Regions from separate parts of the Mus musculus genome. Here regions 1 and 3 are each linked to region 2. The links are chromatin contacts, called in public Hi-C and HiChIP or PLAC-seq maps. All regions are on one chromosome and are shown on one strand. The core of a region is the stretch at or near the end of the contact, and the rest is flanking DNA. Distances in the headings are between cores, read along the strand shown.

The links. A called contact is a pair of places that touch in the nucleus more often than the background predicts. HiChIP or PLAC-seq counts read pairs in DNA pulled down with a chosen protein or histone mark.
Region 1: a Hi-C map of the N1E-115 cell line shows a contact between it and region 2, with 7 times the contacts expected there. The contact joins two enhancer-like sites. A contact is called at or near these places in 1 of 15 datasets of contacts at CTCF or cohesin (large pre-B cells), 6 of 484 Hi-C or Micro-C datasets (the HL-1 cell line, the N1E-115 cell line, differentiating embryonic stem cells and 1 more) and 4 of 115 datasets of contacts at active chromatin or transcription factors (double positive thymocytes, embryonic stem cells and large pre-B cells).
Region 3: an H3K27ac HiChIP or PLAC-seq map of trophoblast stem cells shows a contact between it and region 2, with 4 times the contacts expected there. The contact joins two enhancer-like sites. A contact is called at or near these places in 4 of 484 Hi-C or Micro-C datasets (embryonic stem cells and liver) and 2 of 115 datasets of contacts at active chromatin or transcription factors (embryonic stem cells and trophoblast stem cells).

What each region holds. Positions count from the first base shown.
Region 1 is chrX:12,004,934-12,009,522 of GRCm38.p6, reverse strand. No RefSeq gene overlaps it. Among named protein-coding and RNA genes, the nearest start is that of Gm34301, 5.1 kb to the right of the region's middle. Within about 2 kb of position 2,737, at least 320 of the 459 cell types and tissues checked have an H3K27ac peak or open chromatin away from gene starts, as enhancers often do. A contact at or near this core is called in the N1E-115 cell line, where this site is marked.
Region 2 is chrX:12,345,077-12,349,410 of GRCm38.p6, reverse strand. All of the region lies in intron 1 of Gm14635 (predicted gene 14635), which reads left to right. Among named protein-coding and RNA genes, the nearest start is that of Gm14635, 7.8 kb to the left of the region's middle. Within about 2 kb of position 2,305, at least 30 of the 459 cell types and tissues checked have an H3K27ac peak or open chromatin away from gene starts, as enhancers often do. A contact at or near this core is called in the N1E-115 cell line and trophoblast stem cells, where this site is marked.
Region 3 is chrX:11,889,994-11,894,228 of GRCm38.p6, reverse strand. It overlaps Gm52427 (a long non-coding RNA gene), which reads left to right. Exons shown (of 3, transcript XR_003953078.1): 2 at 1,363-1,483. Among named protein-coding and RNA genes, the nearest start is that of Gm52427, 3.1 kb to the left of the region's middle. Within about 2 kb of position 2,353, at least 1 of the 459 cell types and tissues checked has an H3K27ac peak or open chromatin away from gene starts, as enhancers often do. A contact at or near this core is called in trophoblast stem cells, where this site is marked.

The DNA of each region.
Region 1 (4,589 bases), core at 1,488-3,987, 340 kb after region 2:
GGCCTTGAGGTTAGTATCCTCTCTTCTCCTGAGTGCCGAGGTTGCAGGGATAGGCTGCACCTGGCTCCATTCAGGGTTTGCTTAATACAGGTGAGCAGGCCCAGGAGCATTTATAGATCTAAACTGCTACTCAAAGAAAGAGGCCAAAAAGGCTTTGGGGAATCTTTAAGCTGGGAAAACTCTTCTGAATCTGCTTCTAGGCTTAGGCTTTAAGTAACTGGCAACTTCCATTTCCTCTCTCTTGGGATGCTCAGCTCTTGGCCCAGAGCCACCATGCTGTAAGGAATCCCAAGCCACCCTGTGGTGCGGCCCACATGGAGGAGAAGCACAGGCCTGCCAGCTCTGAGCGTGCACCATCCTGAGAGTGGAGCTCAGTGCAGCTCCCCTGACCCACATGACACCACAGCATGCTCTGGGCCCCACACTAGATTCTGAGCCAAATAAATGAGTCTTGTTTTAGACCACCAACCCCGGGGTACCTTAGTAATAAGTAACAAAGTAACTTAGACATAGCAGAGTGCACAGATCTTAAAGGTTCTTTTCATATGTTTATAAAACCATGTAATTGTTAACTAGGCTGCATAGAGAAGGTCCGCATCTTTCTAAGACAGTTCTCTTGACAAATAGTACCTGGACTCTGATTCTACTGATTACTACTACTACTACTACTACTACTACTACCACTACCACTACTACTTTTTTGCAAAGATGTTTCTAAACTTAAGTGAATGCAAAACACTCTCTTCAGCATACTGATGAAGTCAGTAACTGTCTCTGATGTGGAGGCCAGGAGAGTGGAAGGTCGGTGGAAGACAGGCAGACTTCAGTCTGTAGCCACTGGATAGTAGGTTGGCAGGAAGAAGCTGATCTGCTCTTAAATCTGTCAGCAAAGCCGCCTTGTAAAAAACCAAGCCCAAGAGGCAAGCGCAAGAGCATGGGCTGCTCTCTCAGTACCTGTGATCCACCTGGGATCGGAGCACCCCAGGCCCAATTTGTCCCTATCCCAAACAACAGAGGCCAATAAAGGCTTCGGGGAATCTTGAAACTGGGTGGAGAGAGGACCCCTCCCTCACTTCCCAATCTGCTTCACCAATTGCTTTACTCCAAACTGTGGGCTGATTTCCATTAATCACACTTGGCCCTAATTACCCTGGAGCAACCATTCTTCCCCTGGCCTGGAGCTGGAATTTTAAGGGGCTATTGACAAAGCAGGTCCGTGGGTCTAAACAATAGTGGTAGCTTCAGGAAAAGGCTGGGTGAGGTGTCCATCCCCGGTCCTTTCCATCTACACTATGGAAGTTCCAGGCCTGCTGGTGATCTCCCCAGGTAGGAACCTGAGTTCCTCCACTAAATAGATTTTCCTTTTGTTGTCACATTAATTTGCAACTCATTAATAGTGACAGAAGTGAGGTACTGCAACGATGTCATTTGCATATTCATGAGTGACTTATTATTAAACAAATAAGATTTTCCTATCTTCGCAGCACCCAAAGTAAGGCTGAACAGCACATTACACCGGCCCCGTGCTTTATTCTCTCTTTAATATGTTAATAGATGCAGTTGATTTCTTTAAGTAAATACGCATCTATAAAACAACACGTACTTTATAAAAAAGAAATTTAAATAATAATCCATTAGCAAAGTTGGCAACAATTTAAGAGGAACAACCCATTAATACTAACGCGTGGGAATCAATTTGCGAATTTTTAACTCGGGTGGTGGGTTGCGGACGATTGAGGGGGAGGACTGCAAGTGTTGTGTGAGCTTAAAAAAAAAAAAACATTTTAGTGAGTTTCAGGAGACAAGGACTGAGATCCTTTCCATGTTTCGGGTGCCGGCTCCCCGGAGGTGGAAAACTGTCCGAGTCTTCACCTCCACACCTGCCTTTTCCCTGCGTCCTCTGGAGATCCGAGCCGTGGGCTGACATCTAGCACGTGGCTTTCCACCGGGCCCCTAGGCTGCCCAGCAGCACAGAGTTAGGCGGGGTGGGGGTGGGGCAAGGCCTGGCGTCTAAGCGCCTCTCCTCCCGGGGCTGAGGCTGGGGCTCTCCCCTCCTGCCCTCCATCCCTCGACACCGGCTTCATCACAGCCGGTTCTTTCCAGCTAGGGTCAGGGTGGCCTCCCCCCGCGGTGTCGCGGAGCTCAGGGCCAACCGCGCACCCTTATCTCGGCCGAGTCAGACACTCGCCGCGCGGAATCTGTTGACATTTACTATTGTTCGCAGGAGTCCGGAGCGCCGGGCGGGAGCGAGCGGGCGGGCGGGCGGGGCGAGCCGAGGGAGGGCCGCAAGTGGGAGGCCTGCGCTCCACGTGTGTGCGCGCGCGCGCGTGCTCGCCGGGGGGGTGGGGAGGGCCGTCTGCCTGGAAAATAAAAGTGGCCGGCGGGCCCGGAAGCTTCCAAAGCCGGCTGAGCGGCCCACGCCGGGAATTGAAGTGGTGGCGCGCGGGGGTGGGGTGGGGGGAGGTGGGTGCAGGAAGGAAGACTGGGCAAGCGGGCCGTGGGCTCGGCGGGGGAGGGGTGGGGACAGCTCCAGCCGCACGGCCCCCGGTGACCCACAGGACACAAGTGCATTTGTGCCTAGCCGTGGTAGGGATTAAAGTGCCATACGGCCCGAGCGAGGGGGGCGAGGCGGGTAGAAAACAACCAGCGCGCACAAAGCGCGCATTGTTCCAGCCACCTCCATTATGCCGCGCTGCAGCCAAGAGCCTGTTTCGCAACTGCCGTCCCGGCGATTGGGCGCGCGCGCGTACACACACACACACACACACACACACACACACACCTCCCTGACCAAGGCAGGGTGCACTCCATCGGGACTGGGAAGGGCTGCCCGGGTGGGTTGTGAGTAATGGGGACTCGCGGGTATCTTGAAGAGCTCGGCTGAGCTCTTTATCGGTTTTCGTCCTCGTCTTCTCGGCACTTTTCGTTTTTTTCTGGCTCCTGCCCCGAGCGCACCCCGGAGCGAGGAGCTTCCCCTGGGGAGGAGGCGACGGCGGGGGTGTGAAGTGGAGAGGGCGCGCTCTCAACCGCTGTCACCCGCGGATCGCAGCCCCAGGCGCACAGCGCTCGCCTGCTCTGCTGAAGACACGTGCGCAGCAGGAACGGGGACAGCATCCTTGCTTTCCAAGGAGAGGCTCCGGGAGCACCCACTCCAAGGCTTCCTGGCACTCTGGGACTTCCCCCTGTCGGGAGCGGAAGCTGTGGAATCCCGCACAGCGCTGCCTGGCCTGCCCGGGCGTGCGTGCCAAGTGGGCCAGCTCAGTCTCCTTTACACTAACCACACAGGGCCCAGGCCCTGGCCTCCTCTCTCTGTGGCATCAAGCGCCCTGCTTAAGCACGCTGAGAGGGAATTTAAGCCTGGGCAGCAACAGAAGAAGGTTCCCTTCTCCTTTGGGTGCAGAGTAGGGGGAGGACTAGAAGCCACCCCACTTTCCAGACCCCCTGCTGAGCCCTCTTGGTGGGCAGGTGGGGATCGAAGGCGCCCAGGCTCCGCAAGCTAGCGAAGTCTGGTTTCCTTTACGTTTTACAAGCTATAAATAAACTTCCCCTTGGGCGGATGAGCGCTGCGTCCAAGGGCGGCTTCCCGCCGAATCCGGCGGGCGGTTTACGATCTGGGCCAGGAGCTGGTCTTACGGCGGCCTGAGCCTAGGGTGGGGCGATGGCTCAGGGAAAGCTCAGAGGTCGTCCAGGAGTGGTCGAGTGACCCTCCTCTTCCCTGCGGGGCTGAGGCGCCTCAGCTCTGAGGGCTGGGGGTGGAGCCAGTTGATTTATGAGCCGTCACCCCACCCCGCCCCTCCCGTTTCACTTGTTTTCCTCATCTTCTCTAGCTCAAGCCCTGTTCCCAAAGCCTCACCCCGCAACCCTGCCCAGTGAGGGTTTGGCAACACCGGGCGGCTAGAGCACTGGCCGAGGGGCCCCGGGCGAGGAAGGGGGTGCAAGGGTGTGGGTGAAGCCTTTGGTGTTTTTTCATCCCTCCCACCCCACTCCCGTACCTCCTCCCAGAGCAGGCTAGCCAGCCTAGCCGGACAAAGCTGGGTGGCCAAAAAGCCTGAGAGGCTGAGATAAAGGGCTGGCCTCTAGGGGTGGGAAAATCCCAAGCGTTTGGGGTAGATCCCTGACTTTCTCAAGGTCACCGGGCGGGGGACTGGAACCATTGGCTCATACCAGAGCAGAAGCCATTGCATCAATCAGTTAACACCTTGCAAAGGTCTCCATCTCGCCGCCTCTTTAAGGGTGTTCAGTTTCCCAAGGAAGTACATAAAAGACAGGGCAAGGAAGGCACCGTGGGTCCCAAGACTGCTTTTCGTCATCGAGGGTTTGCTCTGCTTTGATGCTCACACTCACACTGTCTAGGTGGGAGGCCTGGCCTCCAACACACACGTGAGGACGATGTCTGTATGTGGGCCTAGATAGGAAGTGAAGAGTTGGAGGTGACTCAGGTAGTTGGCTACCTTCTTTCCATCTGAGATTTAGGAGAGGTGAGTTGGGAAAGCTCAAGAGAAGGCCCTCCTTAGCCTGGAACAACATCGTCCCTTTGCCCTCTGTTTGTTTAGCGCTTCCACTTAGCCTCCGCAGCTGGTGGCAGAGGG
Region 2 (4,334 bases), core at 1,056-3,555:
GTAATGGCACTGCCCAGGAAAATGCCTCTGTGTCGCCTCCTGAGAACTCCGTCCAGGGGCAGAGGACTGGGAAAAGATCCACAGCCATGGAAGATAACATATAGAGATGTGACACAAGCACACCAGCTCTGAAAATGAAGAAGGAGCCGTCCTAACTGTGATGGAAATCAGGCCCTACCAGTTACCAGCTTGGCTTGGGCCACATGTCAAATTTCTCACCTGTAATAGCCCTCCAGATCCATGGTATCCACTTTGGCAGATTTAAGTAATTGTCATTCAAAAACCAGTTAGAAAAGAGAAATTATGAATGGACTGAACACACAGGCTTTTTTCTTGTCACTGTTCCTCAAACAATATATCTAAGGTCTATTTGCATAGCATTTCCATTGTAGGAGGTATAGTAATTTAAAGTATAGAAAGCATGCACGGAGGTCTTATGCAAATACTGTACTGAATCTAAGGGACTTGAGCACCCGGGGCCTTGGAGGCCTATGGGGTGATGGAAGGCATCCTGCTACCAATTCCCAATGGGAATAGAAGATGACTGTATTTACCTCATCGGATTGTGCTGTGGCTCCAAGAGAAGGGGCATGGAAGGTGTCCAGCAGAAAGTCATTGTTGCCGGGCGTGGCGGCACTCGCCTTTAATCCCAGTACTCGGGAGGCAGTCGGATTTCTGAGTTCGAGGCCAGCCTGGTCTACAAAGTGAGTTCCCAGACATCCAGGGCCATACAGAGAAACCCTGTCTCGAAAACAAAAACAAAAACAAAAACAAAAACAAGAAAGTCATTGTGCTGTGGGGCAATTTGACCAGTAGGGAAAATACAGGAGGTGAGGATCCGCAAGTCCACAGGCTGGAGTCTCCTGGACATATATGGCAGAGCGGAGAGCAGCTGCAGAAAAAACACAGTGAGAAAGCAAGGAGATAGGACGGGGCTCCGGAAAGGGCTCCCAGCCGTGCCTGGTTACTGGGGCTACCATTTCCCTTTCTTCCTTGCTTATAGGAGCTCTTGATAACTATGCAGTGACTTGGATGAGTGTCTCCCAAAGTCAAAGTGTGTTAAAGGCTTAGTCCACAGGGTGGTGCTATTGGAAGGTGATGGAATCTTTGAGAGGCGGAGCCTAGTGCGAGGTCCTTGGTCACTAGGGGTGTGCCCTTTGACCTGGATCCCAGTTCATAAGATAAATTGCCTGCTCTGCCCTGAACTCACATTGTGACGGGCTGCCTCAAACTAGTTAGCCCGCCTAATCCCCAAACAGAACGTCCAGAACCATGAATCAAAAGAAACCTTTTCTTTCTATAAGTTAATTGTCCCAAGTGTTTTCTTATAGTAACCTACAGCTGAACAATACAGGCTGTATATTCCTTAACCAAAAGAAAAACTAGCCCAAAGTTTGCTCTAGCCAAACAATTCAACGGCAACACACAGCACAACAAACAAAGCTGAGAGCTGGGATGCGTGAGTATTTGTTGCAAGAAGAGTCAATCGAAGACGATCGAATGAATTTAAAGCAGCTAAAATCCGCACAGAACCTCCTAGTTCCTTCTCCACCTCCACCACACTAGGGTAGCTTGGAAGCTAGAGAAAGAGGGATAAAATCCTTTAGGCAAGCATTCTTCCCCCGGCCAGAATCTTAGTGAAGGTTGGGGGATCCACCAGGCAGCTCCATGGGGGCACCCAGGGGACCTTAGTCCGAGCAGCTCCTACTGATTCATTTTCTTGAAAGGAGCTAATCCTTGCTCTCTCTCTCTGAGGGAGGCCTCTGCCACAGCTTAGCTTCCTCACAAATGTCAAATGACCTCATCCTTATGCCTCCTGTGCAGTCGGAGTGTAATAAAAACAATGGATGCACACGCAAAGTTCAGGCCTAGCCATCCTGCACTTAATTGGATTCGAGGAGAGGAAGCAATACTTTCTCCCTCAATAGCCTCACCTCCCATAATCCCTTCTCCAGTGGAACCGCCCCTACCACTACTGACGTCACAATGTGGTTCACAGACTCACCACGTCCACATCACCTGGGTGCTAGCTACGAATAAACAGTCTCGGACCCCCAGACCTACTATCTGGGCTGTCACCAGCTTCCTGATGTGGGTGCCTATTGCAGGCTATGGAGGAGGATGCTTTGCCAGTTGAGAGACATACAGATGGCTACATACCACACCCAGAGATTCTGAAGTCAGTGGTGTGAGAAAGGATGGGGCTTCAGAAGAATTTCAAACTCTCCTGAGAATCTACACTGAGTAGTCCTGAGAGCCTTCAACAGGGTAGGGGATAGGAATTTATTCCCAAAGGATTTGTGGCTTGCAGCTGGGGTGGCCATAACATTCCTCACACATGAGCTGGCATCGGACCTCCCCAGAAGGCTTGTCACAGAGCCGGCCTTTGCAATCAGCAGGCCTGGGAATTTGGTTTTCAGTAGCTGTTGCTACTTTGCTTTGTGCTAGGAATTTTGCTCAGGGCTATGGGTGGATCTCAGAGTCTTTCTTACACATCAGGGTAGCCAACTGCTCTACCACTGAGCTACACCCCCAGTCCTGAAAGTGTGTCCGTCTTTCTCTCTCTCTCTCTCTCTCTCTCTCTCTCTCTCTCTCTCTCTCTCTCTTTCTTTCTTTCTTTCTTCTTTCTTTTTCTTTCTCTCTTTCTTTCTTTTTTTCCGAGACAGGGTTTCTCTGTGTATCTCTGGCTGTCCTGGAACTCACTCTGTAGACCAGGCTGGCCTGGAACTCAGAAATCCACTACCTCTGCCTCCCAAATGCAGGGATTAAAGGCATGGGCTACCACTGCCTGACAACTCTAAAACTCTTAAACCCCCAAAATAAAAGCCTAAAATTAAAAAAAAAAACAAAAACCCAAAAACCCTAACACACTCTAAGATCCTTAAAAAAAAAAAAAAAAAAAAAAAACAGAAAAAACACTAAACATACACTAAAACACCCAACTCTAAAACACTCTTCTAAAAACCCTACAAAACCCTTTTTAAAAAAACTCTAGCCAGACGAAGGTGGCACACGCCTTTAATCCCAGCACTTGGGAGGCAGAGGCAGGCTGATTTCTAAGTTTGAGACCAGCCTGGTCTACAAAGTGAGTTCCAGGACAGCCAGGGATACACAGAGAAACCCTGTCTCGAAAAAAAACAAAAACAAAAAACAAAACAAAACAAAACAAAAAAACCCACACAAGAACCAAAAATGACCCTAAAACTTTTTTTTTTTCCCAGATAGGGTTTCTCTGTGTATTCCTGGCTGTCCTGGAGCTCCCTCTGTAGACCAGGCTGGCCTCGAACTCCGAAATCTGCCTGCCTCTGCCTCCCAAGTGCTGGGATTAAAGGCGTGCGCCACCACAGCCCGGCTGAAAATGTGTATTTCTAATGAGTTCCTTGGTGAAACAGATGGTTTGGAAACCTCACAGAGGAACACTAGGAAGGATTCTTGGCTTCACCTCTTGAACCTTCTCCTCAGCCCATCTGTGTACTTGTTTATAAATATAAAATGGACTGAGAAACACCCCACCCTTTGGTCTGGAAGTGTAGCATAATCACAAAGCACTGCCTAGCAAACACAGGTTCTGGGCTCCATCCCTAACACTGGAGGGGGGGGGGGACCCTTCCACCCTTGGTATCTAACATTCCCCAGTATCTGAAGGGACTTTCATTACCAACCATTTCTCCAAGGCTGTCTGATAGCTCTGACCCATCATTAGCAAGGATCCTCTTAACAGTGTACCCAGATCCCCGCTTATGCCTGAAGCCACCTCTTAGTTCTTTTCCATCCTCGTTTCTTGCCTGTAGATCATTCAGGCTTGAACCTGATTTATCTCCCCACCGTAAGACACCCCTGTACCCCGCTGCCGAGGTCCCTGTATCTACTGCGATAGCTCTGAACACAAGCTTGGCCTAGTGACCTTCAATAGGGGTCACCTTTTTCTTTTTCTTTTTAAATGTAGTCCCTTTAACTCCACCTAACCTAGATGATCCTCATGACAGGCCTCTGAGGTCATCATCCGGACCTGGGTTAAGAAATGCAGAAAGTGAGGCACAGGGCAGAGATAAGTGATTTGCCTGAGGTAGCCTAGCTATAATGAGTGTGGAAGGCGGAGCTAGCTCTGGGGCCCTAATTCTCTGCCAGGTGCAGTTCAGTTTAGGAATGAGTTTGTTTTAAGAACAACCTGGGGCTCTTTCTTCTGCCAGAGCCTTCCTCTCAGCCATATCAGCACAATCAGGCAGGGGAAAGCACCAGAAGGTCCTGCATCCTCCTTCTTGTCCTCTGGGGCGTGTTTCCCAGCTGCTCAGGGCCTGCTGCTGTTCCCTAAAGAGCCGCCTCCATGCCTTTTC
Region 3 (4,235 bases), core at 1,104-3,603, 460 kb after region 2:
CCAGCTTAAATTGGACTGGGCGTTTACTGGCATTTTAAGGGCCAGAGGGAAGTTGAAGCAACTGCAGGGGTAACACACACGTGAAAAATGGAAGGCCAGACAGCCTGGGTAAATAAGAGACATGCCTGGAGTTTTAGCGCAGGGTCATAAAAGTTGACAGGAGCCGTTTGGACTGGAAATGGCTGGGTGGGTATCACTGCCAGGTTTTGGCAAGCGCCTGGTTGTTGAATACTACAAAACTGAATAGATTAGAAGAAAAGGAGGAGGAGGAGGAGGAGGAGGAGGAGGAGGAGGAGGAGGAGGAGGAGGAGGAGGAGAGACAGAGACCCAAGGCTATCAAAGAAAAAAAAGCAACAGGAAACCACCCACGCAGAGTCCACCCACTCCCTCCCTCACTCCTTGCCCCCTCCCTTTGTTTAGATAAGGTGTCTGCTACAGTTGCTGGCCAGCAGCCAGCTTTCTGTCTTCAAACTTGGGACTTTGGTGCCACACAGGAGACAAGACTCTCTGATGCTGCCTGCCTGAGTGTCAGCAGCACCCTGAGGGTCCCTGTGGCTTTGTGTTCCCGGAACGATGATTTGTTTGACAACTGGCTTTCCTTCCAGACTGATCTTCCAGCCTGGCACTAGGTGTGAGTCCTTTGAGGCCCGGCAGGGCTGTGGAGAGAAGGAGGAGGCACCTTGGGCCACCAGGTTGGGCCACTCTCTAATTATGATGGCCTCATAAAGGAAGTCCAGAGCCAAAGGGTGAGGAAGGTTTTTGGTCTCAGGCAGGAACGAAAGTGTTACAGATCATGAGGGATGAAGAAGTTAAGTGCTGGCCAAGCAAGCCCAATAAAGTGGATTTATTCTGTGCCACACAAAAGATTTTTAATAAGCATGGAGAAAGGTGCCCTAGCCCCCCACACTGGCCACCACGTTTCAGATGTCCTGTGGGAGCCAAAAACAACACTCAGGAGCCTGGAAGACTGGGAGGAGGCCTTGGCTTTGTTTTGTAGTTCTCCTGGGGTCAGAGAGGGCTTCTCTGGTGAGTGACAGCCCAAGGTGGTTCACGTGCTGGTGGGACAGCAGTAAACAACCCTTTTGGATACGTTGCTCAAGGATAACTGGGTGTGACACTTACCTTGGGCTCCTTTCTGGCTTTCTCTAAGAATCTAGAACCTTACATTAGTTTGACAATTAGCCTTTGGGCTCCTAAAAGCTTATGGGGGAAAGCCAGAAAGATTTATTTTACCTGTGGCACTTGGAATCAGTATGTAGGGGCCTTTCTTCTGTGAGGACTACTCTGTGGCTCACAGAGCTTTCGAAAACAGTTGGTCTACCCTGCTTGATCTCACAGTTTCCTATTCTCTTTCCTCTATAGGTGATCTTGGAGAGCTGAGGCGTGCTGGCCCACCCAGGACAGGAAGGGCACCATTCTAGGACATCAAGGAGGACACTAGCCTGCTTGTCATAGTGTTAGGATTTGACTGGTTGTGTTAAAGGTAAGGTGGTAGGCAGAGAATTGAGTGGCTTTTAGCCAGTGCCGTACAGTGTGACAATACTGGCTGTGGCCTCGGCTTCGTCTTTCCATGACATCTGTGTGTGATACATTTGCTAAGAGCTCCAACAAAGATGACCCAGAGGATGGGGCGGGTTTTCCCCTCTCAGAGAAGGAGATACGCCCCAGTGCCAGTGACTGCTGGTATTCACTTAGCCAGTGAGCTTTGCACTTTGTTGATTCAAACTGTAAAGTCAGGCTGGAGGAGACTGAGCTACACCATACAGAAAATTGTGTTTCTAAGCCAGCTCTTGTCTGTTGCTTCTAAGTATCATGTTTTGAGAGCTAGCTTTCCAGCCCAGGCTGGCCTCAAACTTGCTATTCTCCTGCCTCAGCCTCCCCAGTGCTGGGAGTAGAGGCATGAACACCAGACCAAGTTTTTTTTTGCAAAGGTTTTCTCTTATTCCTACCTCCCCCTAGACCTGGTTTTAAATGGACGCAGGTGGAACACATGGTAAGGTGGCATGAAGAAAGAGAAGAAAGTAAGGTGAGGGGGAGGAGGGTGTACAGGTCTCATTACACATTGATCGTGGCTGGACAGTTGCTCTTTCCAACTTGGAATCCTGGGGACTCCTCCTCTGGAACTGTGTCATGGGAAGGTGGGAGGATAGAGAGGTGAAGAAAGGTTTCGAAGGAGGTAGAAAACTCTCACAGAGCTCTTGGCTTGTAACTTGTTTCTGGAAAGATTAAAAAAAAACATCGTGATTATGTCAATAAAAGGAAACAGACAAACAAAGCTATGACACCTTGCTTGTGCAGAAATGACTTGACTTAGGCGACCTTAGGTTTCAGGAACAACAAAGAAGAGTCAAAGTATGTTTGGCATTTCCTGCTTTGGAGTTCACTCTTTCGCTGGTCACCTAAGTGCTTAGATACCTTTTCAACTGAACCTTTTTACTCATTGTTTGTACCCTTCCTTCGTTCTTTTCTGTCTGTCTCTCATGGGCACATGTGCATGAAGGTGTGTGCGCGTGTGGGCACATGTACACGCCACATGCACGTGGAGGCTGGAAGATGACATCTCTCATCTTCTGCCTCCCTCCTTCTTAGTTTTTGAGACAATGAATGCAGAGCTCACTGGTTGGCTAAGTTGGGGGATAACAGGCTTCTAAGATCTTCCGAGGTTCCCCAGCCCCCAGATCTGGGATTACAGACAAGTACCACCATGCCTGGCTTTAATGTAAGTTCTGGAGATCTGAATTCAGGTCCATATGCTCATGGGACAGGCACTTTTTCTGGCTGAGCCATCTCCACTGCCCTGCGCCCTCTTTATTTTGATTTTACACACTCTTATAATATACTAGGGGATTCTACAATTTCTTCTGTCTCTGCTTTTGTTTCCATTTGGATTTCTGGCTTGGATCAGAACTAGAAAGGAAGAGGAACAAGCTTGGGGAAAGTTAAAGAATTCAGATTTGGGCATAGACTAGCAGGCTTCTGAGATAGCAGCACAGCAGGGACTGTGGAGCAAAAGACGAATAAATAGGAGCAAACTGAATAAGAAAAAAAAGAAATAAAAAAGAAAGGAAAGGCCATGACTGCTCCTAGGTATGGTGGAGAAAGTTTATTATAAGTATAAGGGAGAGCATAGCCAGAGGCAGACACATCTGGGAGAGTCCAGAGTGGTCATGACCCTGAACCATGTGGGGAGAGTGGGAGGGGAAGGGAGAGAGGGAAGCCAAATACAGCAGCCAGGAGGACAAAGGTACAAAAGGGTCAGGTAACCAAAATGACTGGATCATATACGGAAAAGCCTCTGGGAGAATGGCAGCCCAGCTTCTGGGAGAGTTCAGGGTAGGGGGTGTGGTATGCCAGCCAAGCCCTGGAACAGGTAAGGACTGAAGGATGCTGGGAGAACCTGGTGTTCGGGTCTACCTTGATATGTTAAATAGGCACCCCAGCTACTTGTCCTGGGTTTGACACTGAGCTCTGTGAGAATGTGGCCCCTAACACAGGATCACACTCTTTCTCTACACGAGCCAGAGTTGTCCACGGTCAGGGTGAGTGGGCCACCAAGACAACATCAACTGTGTCAGTGCCACATGAAGGATAGGGGTCCATAAAACATATGGCTTCACTTGGATTTGTTAAAAAAATAAGTGGGTGTTTGTTGACCTTGCTTACAGGGGGTGGATGCTGCCCTCCCCTGTCAAAGCATTTCTTTAAAAGAACACTTACTGGGTCAGGGGGATGGCTCAGTGGGTAAAAGTATTTGCTGCACAAGTCTGGTCACTGGTCTCCCCCCTCCCACAACATGTAAAAAACCTCATCTGTACCAGCCATTCCCACCATGAGGTGGGAGGTGGAGACAGAAGAGTCACCTGGGAGCTCAACACTTGAGTGCCAGCAAGCCTAGATATCTAAGCAGAAATCCAAGAGCAATCCTTCCTGAAAACCAAAGAGGAAAGAACTTATACCTGAGATTGTCTGCTTAGCTCTGTACATTCACCAGGGCATTCCCCCACCCCCACCCCCACCCCCTCGCACCCTCCTACACATAAGAAAACAGGAGGCCACTTTTCTTTGAGTCTGGTCAGTAAGGGGTTAATGTTTTCCCTAAATGTTGCATCTTAAAGATAAGACATTTTCTGCTGCTTATGGGAGAAAAATGCACCCAATCTCACTTAACATAAAGGCAGGACATTCCTTTCAATGGGATTAGTAAGAAGTGTGCCCATTACAGCCTTCAGTTAGAC